Regions from separate parts of the Mus musculus genome. Here region 2 is linked to region 1. The links are chromatin contacts, called in public HiChIP or PLAC-seq maps. All regions are on one chromosome and are shown on one strand. The core of a region is the stretch at or near the end of the contact, and the rest is flanking DNA. Distances in the headings are between cores, read along the strand shown. Region 1 overlaps Itga11 (integrin alpha 11). Region 2 overlaps Gm35658 (a long non-coding RNA gene).

Region 1 (6,538 bases), core at 1,076-3,575:
CTCTATAGACCAGGCTGGCCTCGAACTCACAGAGATCTGCCTGCCTCTGCCTTCAGAGTGCTGGTATTAAAAAGTGTGCACCACCACTGCCCAGTATAAAAAAAAACACTTAAAAAATAATTTATTAAGCGAAATGTGATACATGGAGTCCTGGGTCCGATCCCTAACACCACATAAACAGTATGTACTGGGTAGGCTCAGCCAGGAGGATCAGCTGGACAAAACAGGCATAGCCTGTGCATGGGGGAGGGGGAGGGAGAGAAAAAGAAACGTTTTGAATTCCTACGTGTGCCCAGCAGCTTTGTTCAGTGAGTCAGCTCTCATTTCTCCAAACAAACATGAAGCACTTAAAATTTTTTCACATGCATTCTTGTGTGTGTGTGTGTGTGTGTGTGTGTGTGTGTGTGTGCAGGTGCTATGGCAGCCATGTGGAGGTCAGAGGTCAACTTGCAGGAGTTACTTCTTCCATCATCTGAGTTCTCAGGGTTCAAACTCAGGTCATCAGACTTGGTGGCATCCGGGTTACAAGTACCTTTGCCCACTGAGCAATCCTGGCAGCCCCACACAGTATTTTGAAACCTGCTGCACTTCACCCATGATTTGGGTAGAGTTGGGAGGGCACAAGACTACCTCAAAAATAATTTTACCTTAATAAAGTTCAGATGCTCCAAGATGAAGATTTATGCACTTTTCCATCTGTCTCTGCCACTTTTTCCAAACACTCCAAAACAAGTTGTTTTTCCTGACATGTTACCCTGGCTCTGGCCACCAGGGCAGTAGAAACAGAATTGATGGCAGGTGTGTGTGTGTGTGTGAGAGAGAGAGGTTGGAATTGTCTTGATCCTGAATATGACACTTGCTCTGGGTATGTGCATGTGTGTACACATGATTGATTGATTGATTGATTGGGACACTCTCCGGAAGTTTGATTGCCTGCAATACTTTTCTCTATCTATTGTGACTTACTGCACTGTCATTTAGTTATCGTTTAGCTTGTTTATATGGTGATTTCCAAGTCCTCAGTGTTGAGTGGAGGTTCTGATCCTGGGACACTGGTCGTTATACACAACTTCAAATCTGGCCTCCTTGCTTTGTATTCTCGGTGTCCCTCGTGTCCCCACATACCTCTATCCTTGTCCCAGCCATCTGCTTCCCAGATGGTCCAGCCTCGGGTCGGCTTCCCTTTCCCAGTTGGTCCAGCCTCAGGCCTGTCTGATGGCCCAAGCTCACATTCTAGGCCACTGGCCTCCAGCCCCCGCCCATCCCGACAACTCTCTTCCAGAATCACAGCAACTCCGACGTGGTCTCCATCATCTGCAACCTGAGGCTGGCCCCCAGCCAGGAGACCAGCTTCTACCTGGTGGGAAACCTGTGGCTGACATCTCTGAAAGCAGTAAGTTAGACCCTCAGCAGGACTGGAAGGAAGGGAGGAGGTGGCTGTGGGGGGAGTCTCCAACCTGGGGCTGCCTGAGAGGGAACAGAGGCTCCCAGAGCCGGCTCTGAAGAAGGCCCTGGTCTTACAGCTCAAGTACAGGTCTCTGAAGATCACAGTCAACGCCGCCTTGCAGAGGCAGTTCCACAGCCCCTTCATCTTCCGAGAGGAAGACCCTAGCCGCCAGGTGAGCTCCAGGGAGTCCAAAACCGGGAGGGGGGGAATGGGGGGGGACGACAGGTGTAGCATTCAGGAAATGCTAGGATGTAATCCTAGCATTCAGGAAATGAAGACAAATCCTTGGTCTTTTTCACTAGCTAGCCTAGCTCCAGGTCAGTGAAAGACTATCAAAAGAAAAAAAAAAAAAGCACTCGTGCAAACACACACACATACATATACACACCACACACACACACACACACGCAGAGCAGACTGGCAAGAGACCAGACTCAAGCATTGGCGTGGTACCTCAGCGTGCTAGGCTCTGTGCTGTGGGAAAAAATAAAGAGACGCCTGTGTGTCTCACAGAGTTTCACACAGAGGATACTGAGACCACACACCCACACCCATGAACCTAAAGGGTGGCTCCCTGATTGGCTGCCCCACAGTGAAGTTGTCTTGGGCTTGCTGGTGGAGCCTGAACTTGCATCCCTCCCTTGCCTAGAGACTCAGCTCTAAAGGAGTGCAAGCAGCAATGGGTGTGGTAAGGGTGAGGGCAGGATTTAGAGGGCTCCGTGCTGGGCTCTTTTTTAACTAGACAAAACCACATAGGCCAGCATTACCTTGACTTCCAGACAGAGAAAAAGAGGTGAGGCTTTGAGAGATAGCTACTGTCCTAAACAAGTCGGGTCTTAGAGAACAATTAGGGCTTGTGTAAACGGGGCAGCTGGGAGTAGGGCTTTGCTGCCCCCTACTGTTCATATCTCAGAAGTGCTGGTTGAGCTGTAGGCTCTGGCCACTCACCTATACACCTCAGGAGATGCTGGGTTAAACAAACAGGCATAAAGGAGAAGAGGGGAAAAAGGCAGGCTTGGCAAAGGGACACCATCAGGCTGTTTCGGTAATTGCACCCTTCCAGGCATAGAACATCACGGGTCAAGGCCCAGAAGCAGTTCTCAGGGATTCTCCTAAGAACTGTGGTAACTGAGGGTTAGCCCCACATCCTGGTGGTCTGTCCCACCCTGGGGCCCCAGCCTAAGCCTTGAATCTCCTGACACCTCTGCCCCTCTGAGGGAAAGGGCACCAGCTACCTCCTTTCAACCATGTGTTTCTTCATTCTGCATGGGATGGGGGTCCATCCCTTTCCCCAGCCCCCAGCCTGGGCGGCAGATTCATAAGCAGTTGAACACAGTAGTAACCAAGCATGGGAGAAGTCAGGAAGTGCGGCCATGCTGAGGGAAGCAGATGGACAGAGTGGCCAGGGAGCCGTTTCTGGAGATGGCCCTGGGTAGTAATTCTTCAAAGATGTGTCAAGTGTCAGGAAGCCCCTCCCCCGTTAACCATCCCTCCCCCCCCCCCATGAGTATCTCTGTTTTGTTTAGTTTTCTAGTTTTTGAGACAGGGTTTCTGTATAGCCTTGGCTGTCCCAGAACTCACTCTGTAGACCAGGATGGTCTCAAACTCAGGGATCCTCCTGCCTCTGTCTCCCCAGTGCTGGGAATAAAGGCATGCGCCACCACCACCACCTGGTTATCTCTTAGGTGAACTTTCTTCCTAGCCCAAGATGCCCTCAAAAAAAAAAAAATCCTATTGTACTGAGCGTGTCACTTGTAGTAGGTTATATAGTGCCCAGCATGGCTAGGTCAGTGGGCAAGGAAGGCAGCACAAAGGCCCACCCAGCCTTTGGGGATGAAGCAGAAACCATGGAAGGGTTGAGCCCTGTGCACACGCAAGCAGACCCACCGCACACCTCGAAGGCTTAACCCCTGCCTCTGTCTCAGAGGGAAAGCTGAGACTGTGTGAGGTGAGGCCTGAGTAGTGACCTGCCCAGAGTTGCCTAGGGAGTAATGTGAATGGTCCACCACCCAGCTAGCTGCTGTGGCTGTTTCTGCCTCACTCCATGCTCTGGAGACAGAGCAGGGGGCCAAGCTGAGAAGCCCCACTCAACTCAGGCCACCCCTGGCAGTGTTCTGTTTTGTTTTCTGGCTTCTTTCCCAGAAAGAAATCCGCACTCAAGAGTGAAATTCAGATGGAGTGAACACAGTTTGCTCAGTTGAGTTCCACACAGGGAGGTTGGGGAGCACGTGTAGGTATCTGGGGGAGTCGGTCACTCAAGGGCAGAGAGAACAGCCCCGTGGTAGCACGGAAAGCGGGAGCAGAGTGAGGGGCAGCGGATGCGGTCAGCAAGGCGAGAAGGACCACTGCCCTCCAAATGCCATGAGAAGATGTGATGTTCTGAGCAGGGACCGCCGCTCTGTCATCCGAGGGAAAGTGTTCCTCATACTGCAAGCTGAGGACAGGCGGTGGGGGTGAGACTGAGGTAGGGAGGCTGATGCAGACTCCAGCAAAAGATGACAGGACCAGAGCCAGGAGGCAGGAGGGCTGGCCACGTTCTAGGGGTTTCTGGAGTAGAATGAGATGGTTTGCTGATGGGCGCCATTGGATGTAAAAGGATGGCAAGCTGGCATAAAGAGTGTCACCACGGGCTGCTAAGGAAGCCGTGGTGGAAACAGGTCTGGAGGTGAGGGGGTCACAGTCAGGTGAACAGCTGGATGATCCAGAACCTGGAGTGCAGAGGAAGACAGAAGTGAGAGCGAGGTCGAGAGCATAGTGAAGGCCACCTGGTGGGGCACGTTCACGGGGTCACGAGTGGGTCCCACAGCACCGAGGTCATCCTTCATTTGGAAAGAAAAAAGTCTGAAGAGGAACAGAAATAACCCAGGCTGAACTATGGTTTTTTGTTTGTTTGTTTGTTTTTTGTTTTTTTGTTGTTTGTTTGTTTTGTTTTGTTTTGTTGTTGTTTTTTGTTTTTTGTTTTTTTTGGTTTTTCAAGACAGGGTTTCTCTGTAGCCCTGGCTGTCCTGGACCTCACTTTGTAGACCAGGCTGGCCTCGAACTCAGAAATCTGCCTGCCTCTGCCTCTCAAGTGTTGGGATTAAAGGCGTGTGCCACCACGCCCAGCTATTTATTTTCTTTTTAAAAAACATTTATTTTATTGTTTAAAAATGTGTGTGTGTGTACACACATGTGGGAAGGTGCTTGCAGAAGTTAGAAGAGGGTATCAGATGCCCTGGAGCTGGAGATACAAGTGCCTATGACCTGCCCAAAGCGGGTCCTAGGCAGTACGCACACCATCTCTCCAGCCTCCTGTCTCCTTTTCTTTCTCTCTCTCCTCTCTCCTCACCCCTCTATCCTCTACCCTCTCCTCTTTCTCTCTCTCATCTCTCTCTCATCTCTCTCTCATCTCTCTCTCATCTCTCTCTCTCTCTCTCTCTCTCTCTCATCTCTCTCTCTCTCCCTTTCTTTCTGAATCAGGTTTTTTTGTAGTCCTAGCTGTCTTGGAATTCACTATATTTTGTTTTGTTTTTGTTTTGTTTTTGAGTCAGTTTCTTTGTAGTCCTGGCTATCCTGGAATTCACTATGTAAACACCACACTGGCCTAGAGCCCACAGATGTACCTGCCTCTACTCCCAAGTGCTGGGGTTAAAGTCATGTACCACTGTGCCCATTTTTTTTCTTCACCTAAGTTTAAAAGCAAGTCGAGGGCTTGGTGTACAGCTCTGGTGGGGGAACGCTTGTCTGGCATACACAAACCCTTGAGTTCAACCCCAGAACCATAGAAATCAAGAGTGTAGATGTCACCCTCTTGTGAAGTGGAGACAGAAGGGTCGGGAATTCGAGGGCTAGGGCTAGGTAGGGCTAGGAAAATGCCTCAGGTGTTTGCCTCACAAGCATGAAGGCTGGGTTCAGTTCCTATAGAGAGCAGCTGCTCATGGTGGTGCACACAGGTAAACCCACAGCTGGGCTTCAGAGATGGGAGACTCCTGGCACTTGCTAGCCTGGGGCTTGCTAGCCAGGCAGTCTAACCACATCAGCCAGCTCCAGGATCAGTGAGAGGCCCGGTCTCAAACACTGTTCTGGTGGAGAGTGACTGAGGAAGACATGTGATGTCAACCTCTGCCCACTACATGCACACACACGTGTGAGCACTTACACCCTGCAATAAAAACTAATGTTTAGGGAGCTGGAGAGATGGCTCAGCGGTTAAGAGCACTGACTGCTCTTCCAAAGGTTCTGAGCTCAATTCCCAGCAACCACATGGTGGCTCACAACCTTCTGCAGTGGGACTTGATGCTCTCTTCTGGTGTGTCTGAAGACAGTGTAAACATTCATAAATATATCTTTAAAAAACAAACAAACTAATGTTTAAAAAACAGTTCAACAGCCGGGCGTGGTGGCGCACGCCTTTCATCCCAGCACTCGGGAGACAGAGGCAGGCGGATTTCTGAGTTCGAGGCCAGCCTGGTCTACAGAGTGAGTTCCAGGACAGCCAGGGCTACATAGAGAAACCTTGTCTTGAAAAACCAAAAAAAAAAAAAAACAACCAACCAACCAAAAATACCAGTTCAACAATAACATGTAAAGAAAGGGAGTTCGTTACATCAAAAGAGAGCAAGGTGGGGTCAGAGAAGGGAGTAGAGGAAGGAGGGGGCAATGCAATTTTAATCTTAAAAATTAAATAAGTAAATATATTTATATTTTAAAAGGTAGTTCATGGTCATCATCGGCTACATAGCAAGTATAAGGTCAGTTGACCCTAACCCCCACTCCCATAAAAAGGAAAGGAAGGAAAATTACAATTGCAACGGCTTCCCAGGGCTCCTGGGCACAACCCTAAGTTCCCCAAGTGACCCTGGGGCTCAGAAACCACACCTGCACAGACCAACACGAGGACATTGGTAGAAATAAGGACCAGCCAGGAGGGCTGTCAAAGAGTGGCAGTCATGGAGAATCAGGGGGAGCAGACAGCTAATGCCGAAGAGAGCACGGCTCATGGAGCCCATTACCCTCCTCCCGTTCACGCAGTTAGAGGTCAGCTGGGCAGAACTAGCTGTTGTGAGACCTGTCCCTCCTCACATCTCCCAAAGGGACAGGTGCAGCTCTACA
Region 2 (6,159 bases), core at 405-2,904, 330 kb after region 1:
GGCCATGGAGGGCCACTAATCACTGGCTTGCCCCTTGCGACTTTCTTACCACATCCAGGATCATCAGCCCGCAGGTGCCACCATCCACAATGGCTGGGTCCACTCATATAAACCATCAATCAAGAGAATGCGCCATAGAATGAGTCTATTAGTCAACCTGGTGGAGGTATTCTCTCTTTTGAGGTTCCCACTACCAAAATTACTCTAGCCTGTGTCAGCTTGACATAAAAATTAGCACATAAATTTAGTAAAAAAAAAAAAAAATCAAAATTAACAAAGATACCATAATTTTCAACAGTTGTAGACAATTCAAAAGGTGAATTAGTAAACTGAAGTTCAACAGTTCAACAATACCATGGGATATAATTAAGCAGACTTAATAAATGAGCTCTCAGCTATAAAAACAAAAACAAAAACATGAAAGAAACTTAAGAACATACTACTTAGTGAAGGAAGCCATTCTGAAAAATTCACAAAGGGCACTGTGGAATAAACAAAAACATAGAGATGAAAACATAAAGAAATAAAAACAGACAAAACCAGAAAACTACAGTGCTGCTCTGGGGCTGTGTCTTATTTTTCTCCCTGACGAAAGCAATTTGAGAGGGAAAGGGTGCATTTTTGCCACAGTTCAAGGTGGAGAAGTCAACTCATCTGCTGCCCAGCTCTGGCTCTCCATGTACTTGGTCCAAGATCCTAGCGCCAGGAATGATTCTGTCCACAGTGGGTGAGTCTTCCCACCTCCATTAAAAAAAAGTCAAGATAGCTGGGCGTGGTGGCACACGCCTTTAATCCCAGCACTCGGGAGGCAGAGGCAGGAGGATTTCTGAGTTCGAGGCCAGCCTGGTCTACAAAGTGAGTTCAAGGACAGCCAGGGCTACACAGAGAAACCCTGTCTCAAAAACCAAAAAAAAAAAAAAAAAAGTCAAGATAAGTCCCCACAGGCATGGCCAGAGGCCCATCTTGGGGTAACTCCAGAGCTTACCAAGTTGACAATTAACATTAACCAGCACAGGCTGAAGGGGGAGCAGGATTCTGCAGTGACGGCTGCCTTTGCCAAAAGCTGATGACTTTTCAGTACAGATCGGCCCTTCAACCGAGTAGTGAATAGAAATGCAGAGATTCTGTGGATCCAGGGTTAGAAAAGCAAAAAGCCAAACCAGAGGAGCTGGGGATGCTGGGAAAGAGGCCCGAAAGGGTATCCTACAAGTTTCTGTTAACCTAAAACTGCTCTGAAAAGTGGGTTAAATATCAACTGTACAATGGTGGGACCCCATTGTTAATCCATGTGGCCATGCGTGCAAATACTGGGCAAAGTATGGGGATGGGGGGCGTACAACCAAAACGAAAGGCTATGGTCTACTGTGGGATCACAGGAGCTCACTCTGCAGGCTCTCCTTGTCCTTATTTTCCAGAACAGGAAGAGCTAGGGGCGGCAGGGAGAGCAGGAGCGAGCTGTGCGCTTGCTTGGCGGGACGCCTGTCCTGGCCAAGCATCACTAACCCGACAGAGGATTCCTTGCGTGCAACTGCGGGTGCACACCCCGGCCGGTGCGGGCGGTCCCCGAAGGCCGGTCTAGGGCCCACGATGTTCTCGCGCCCCTTTGCGGGAAGCAGCCGCTGGGTCATCCCCGCAGTGCTTTCGGTTTGCTGGAATGTTCCCCCAACTGCAGAAGTGCACTTTGTTCCCGAGTGGGGGAGGGGCAGCAGGACTCAGCTCCAGGGCGCCCTAGGACTTGGAGGGCGGCCAGCTTTCCGTTCCCAGGGTGCCTTCTGGCGGGGGCGGGGGTTGTCTGCATCCCAGCTGGGCAGCTGGAGGATACTGGACCCGCCTGGACTTCAGGGCCAGCCCTGCCACCCACTAGCTTCATGTTCTGCATCAGGGGTTTGATTTCCTCATTTGCAAAATAGGGACCTGAATAATGTTGACAGCACGCACTACCGGCCTCTGCCGTGTTCCTCTGCGTGTACCTTCCTCCCAATATCCCTTTGAAGTGATACTGTTAACGTAATAAGGTAATTATACTATTAGTTGGATAATTCTCCCTGGCTGCCCACACCCTTTGAACATCACAGATGCTCTGGTCACTGAAAGGCTGGCCCAGCCTCCTCCCAGTAATAAAATGTGTACTATTATTTTCACTTTAAAGATGAAGGCAGAGAAGCTAAGAACAGGTAAGTCACTTGTGGAATGGCACAGTTCCCAAGTGGCCGGGCCATCCAGACATAAACGCAAGCAGTCAGCTGGAGGCTTTCCAGCTCTTAAAATGCAAATACTGCCTTCCTACTGCTGGTTCCTGGAGGCCCTTCAAATTCAGATAAATATACTTATTCAGTCATTTCAGGCTGGGTGTGGTGGTGCATGCCTGTAATCTCAGCATTCAGGATGCTGAGGCAGGGGGAATGCATGTTGGAGTCTAGCCTGGGCTATACAGTTAAGTCTAAAACCAGCCTGAATTATAAAGTGAGAATTTGTCTCAAAAATATGAAAAGTTTGTATGTGGACGCTTAGCAGGTATAAACCTTAGGACCTGAGTTCCATCCCAGGAACCCATGATGGGAGGAGAGAAGTGATCCTTGCATGTCCGCAGACCTCCACACACGTTAACAGTCTCCTTCCTCCCTTCCTTCCTCCCTTCCTCCCTTCCTTTCTTTCTATATTTACTTTTGAGAAAGTCTCACGGTATAGACTGGCTGTCCTAGGACTTGCTATGTAGGGCAGGGTGGCCTGAAACTCGGAGGTCTGCCTGATTATGCATCCCAAGAGCTGCATGCACCACCATAATGGAAAATATATGCACTTTTATAAAAATCAAAAGTAAATGAAGCAGGCCTCCCAGCACTTGAAAATAAATGCATGCCAATCACTGTGATCTCCAGGTCAACCAGAGGTACTCAAAGGATCTAAAAAAAAAAAAAAAAAAAAAAAAAAAAAGAAAGGAAGAAAAGGAAAAAAAAAAGAAAAAGAAAAGAAAGGAAGAAAAGAAATCCAAATGAGTAAGTAAAGAGAAGCCGAGAGAGACAGTGCTGTACACACAGCCCTTTCTAAGGGAGGGATTGTTACTAATACTTCTTACTAAGGAATGGTGCTTATCACCATCTCAGACCTACCATTCTCAAAATACCTCTTAATACTTCCTGCGTATGTGTGTGCATGCAAGGGTGTGTGTGTAAGGCCAGGATCTTGCATGTTAAATCATGCAAGCATGCTTTTTCACCTGGCTACATCCCCCAGACTGACTGCTTCCTTTTATTGTATTTCCTAAGAATGTGGCCTCCTCCAGTGGCTGATGGTACAGGCTAGCCTTGAAGGACAGGAGCCAACTTGGGTAATTCAAGGAGCTTTCAAGCTGTGAGGGTGTAATGAGCAGCAGGTAACATGTCACACCCACTGTGGAGTCTCTCCTGGAGTTCAGCTACCTCCTGCACTGTGCCTGTGGAACTCCTGCTCGCTCCTGCACGCTCGAGAGTGCGCGCGCACACACAGACACACAGACACACAGACACACAGACACACAGACACACACACACACACACACACACACACACACACACACACACGCACGCAGACTGCATGCAGAAGGCAGAGGTGGCTGTGGGTCAGCTGCCCTTCATTATAAACAAATGGGAGGTTGATGTCAAGGCGCACTTGTGTGTTGTCACAGGTGCATTTACCATCCTCTGTCACAGGACTGAGAAGCCATGAGTAGTCACTCATGTCCATCTTCTTCCTGTAAGTGTGAAGTCTACTGATGTTTTGATGAAACTGGTCCTGCACTGGGAAAAATAAAAGAAACGTATAGACTTATGGTGATCGGATTGTGAGTATTTGATGAATCTTGGTGCTTACTTGGGGCCACTCACACTTTTTCAAAGCCCCACCCCAATCCCCCCCCTTTTTTAAATTATTATTTATTTATTATATGTAAGTACACTGTAGCTGTCTTCAGACACTCCAGAAGAGGGCGTCAGATCTCGTTACAGATGGTTGTGAGCCACCATGTGGTTGCTGGGATTTGAACTCCAGACCTTTGGAAGAGCAGTCGGGTGCTCTTACCCACTGAGCCATCTCACCAGCCCCCCAACCCCCTTTTTAAGATTTAATTTTTAATCTCCCTCTTTCCCTCTCCTCCTCCCCTGTGTGTGTATTTGTGTGTGTGCTCGTGCCCATGGAAGCGGGAAAAGAGTCAACTCCTCTTAACTACAAAGAAAAGGCCAATGGTGGTGTCATTTGTGGAAAGAGCGCTATCAGAGCTGAGGTTCTGCGTTTTATTTAAGGAGAAAAAGCTACTGAGTTCAGAAACGAAGTGAGTCCCATTGATGTAGACTTCTGTGGAGGGAGAGGAAGGCACACAGTGCACTTTACAGGGATATGGGTATCACCTTCCTTTCCTCTGGACCCCCCCAGGCCAGAGCTCAGCCACATGGCCTCACACCTAACTGAAAGCATGCTTGGAAATGCAGTTTTAGTCTGGGTGGCTTTGTGTCCAGCTTCAAAAACAATAACATGCATTTAGAAAATTGGAAACAAGCTGGGTGGTGGTGGTGGTGTGGGCGGGCCTTTAATCCCATCACTCAGGAGACAGAGGCAGGCAGATCTCTGAGTTCAAAGCCAGCCTGCTCTACAGAGTGAGTTCCATGCCAGCCAGGGTGACACAGAGAAACCTTGTCACAATAAATAAATAAATAAATAAATAAATAAATAAATAAATCTGTACCACAAAAATAGGCACCATGTTCTCATTTGATTAAATATAAAGGGAAGTAAGGAGATCTAACTGACATTGGAGGTGTGCACTTCAAGAAATAAAACGGGTAAATGGAGTGTGCATGTATTTACTGTTACTCTTTACCAGAAAAATGTTGTTTGGAGAAGCAGTGAGTCCAGATAAAATACTCCACTTCCCCAGCCCTCTCCATCTGGCCCCATGACGCCATTGTGGTCACTGGATGTAAATAGGAGACAGCAGGAGACACCTGAGAACCCTTGTGTCTCAGCCCAGTCATTCTTGCCCTTGACCTTCCTGCTTTTTCTTTTCTGAACTTCAAGTGTGAGGGTGACTGCAGAGCAGGCCACCTGTGACCAACAGGCATAATTAGCCAGCAGGCCAGAGTCAGCACGAAAGGTGTCATGGCTGTGGCTGCTCTCACCTTGAATACCTACCTTCAGATTTCTTAGCAGGCAGATCCTACTTGGCTAAGTCAGGAGAACTTGTCACCGTGTGTGTGTGTGTGTGTGTGTGTGTGTGTGTGTGTGTGTGTGATGTGTAGAATATCCCTAGAAGAATACACAGGAAACTAGCCACAGCTGCTTCCTAGAAGAAATCATAAATGGTTTGAGGACAGGGACAGACAAGGGACTTAGTTTGCATTTATAGTCTCCCATAGCTTTAATATTGAACTGTTTACATTTATATAATCCAACCAGGGAAAAGTGCTAAAATAGCTTTAAAAAAAAGATTTATTTTATTGGGCCTGGGAGAGATGGCTCACTAGTTAAGAGCACTTGCTGCTCTCATAAAGGACCAGGATTTCATTCTCAGAACTCACGTGGTAGCTCACAGCTGTCTGTAACTCCAGTTCCAGGGGATTCAATGCTATTTTCTGTCTTCTACAGACACTAGGCACGCATACAGACATACATGCAGACAAAAATACCCATACACACAACATAAATTTTTTTTAATTTAAGATTTATTTTATTATTTATTTATATGTGTGTGCGTACTAACAAGCAGGTGTGGGTGGAGGGCATCAGGTTCCCTGCGGCTGGAGTAGTAACATGTGGATATGAGTTGCCCAAGGTAGGAGCTGGGAAAACAATTCTGGTCTTCTGGAAGAGAAGCAAGCACTCTTAACTGATGAGCTGTCTCTGCGGCAGCCCTGAAGTAACGTACCCAATGGGAATAAATGAAAAACACCCATGGTGGTTTGAATGAGAGTGCTGCCGTAGACTTGTGTATTTTTGTGTATTTAAATGCTTAGTCCACAGCTGGTAGAACTGTTTGGGAAGGATTAGGCTTGACCTTGTTGGAGCCACTAGGGATCGGCTTTGAGTTTTAAGAAATCCCATTCTATTCCAAGTTAGCTCTCTTTCTGCCTCATGCTTGCAAATCAGATATGAGCTCTCAGCTACTGCTCCAGCGCCATGCTTGCCTGC

The links. HiChIP or PLAC-seq counts read pairs in DNA pulled down with a chosen protein or histone mark.
Region 2: a contact with region 1 is called in an HNF4G HiChIP or PLAC-seq map of pancreatic cancer cells. The contact joins two enhancer-like sites. A contact is called at or near these places in 4 of 484 Hi-C or Micro-C datasets (the Ba/F3 cell line and embryonic stem cells), 3 of 115 datasets of contacts at active chromatin or transcription factors (bone marrow-derived macrophages, pancreatic cancer cells and stem cell-derived neural progenitor cells) and 1 of 9 other capture datasets (embryonic stem cells).

Annotation. Positions count from the first base shown.
Region 1 is chr9:62,775,331-62,781,868 of GRCm38.p6, forward strand. It overlaps Itga11 (integrin alpha 11), which reads left to right. Exons shown (of 30, transcript NM_176922.5): 27 at 1,283-1,393; 28 at 1,524-1,619. Among named protein-coding and RNA genes, the nearest start is that of Fem1b, 33 kb to the right of the region's middle. Within about 2 kb of position 2,326, at least 45 of the 459 cell types and tissues checked have an H3K27ac peak or open chromatin away from gene starts, as enhancers often do. A contact at or near this core is called in pancreatic cancer cells, where this site is marked.
Region 2 is chr9:63,107,682-63,113,840 of GRCm38.p6, forward strand. Gm35658 (a long non-coding RNA gene) reads left to right here. Exons shown (of 3, transcript XR_870837.2): 3 at 1-552. Among named protein-coding and RNA genes, the nearest start is that of Gm35658, 17 kb to the left of the region's middle. Within about 2 kb of position 1,655, at least 200 of the 459 cell types and tissues checked have an H3K27ac peak or open chromatin away from gene starts, as enhancers often do. A contact at or near this core is called in pancreatic cancer cells, where this site is marked.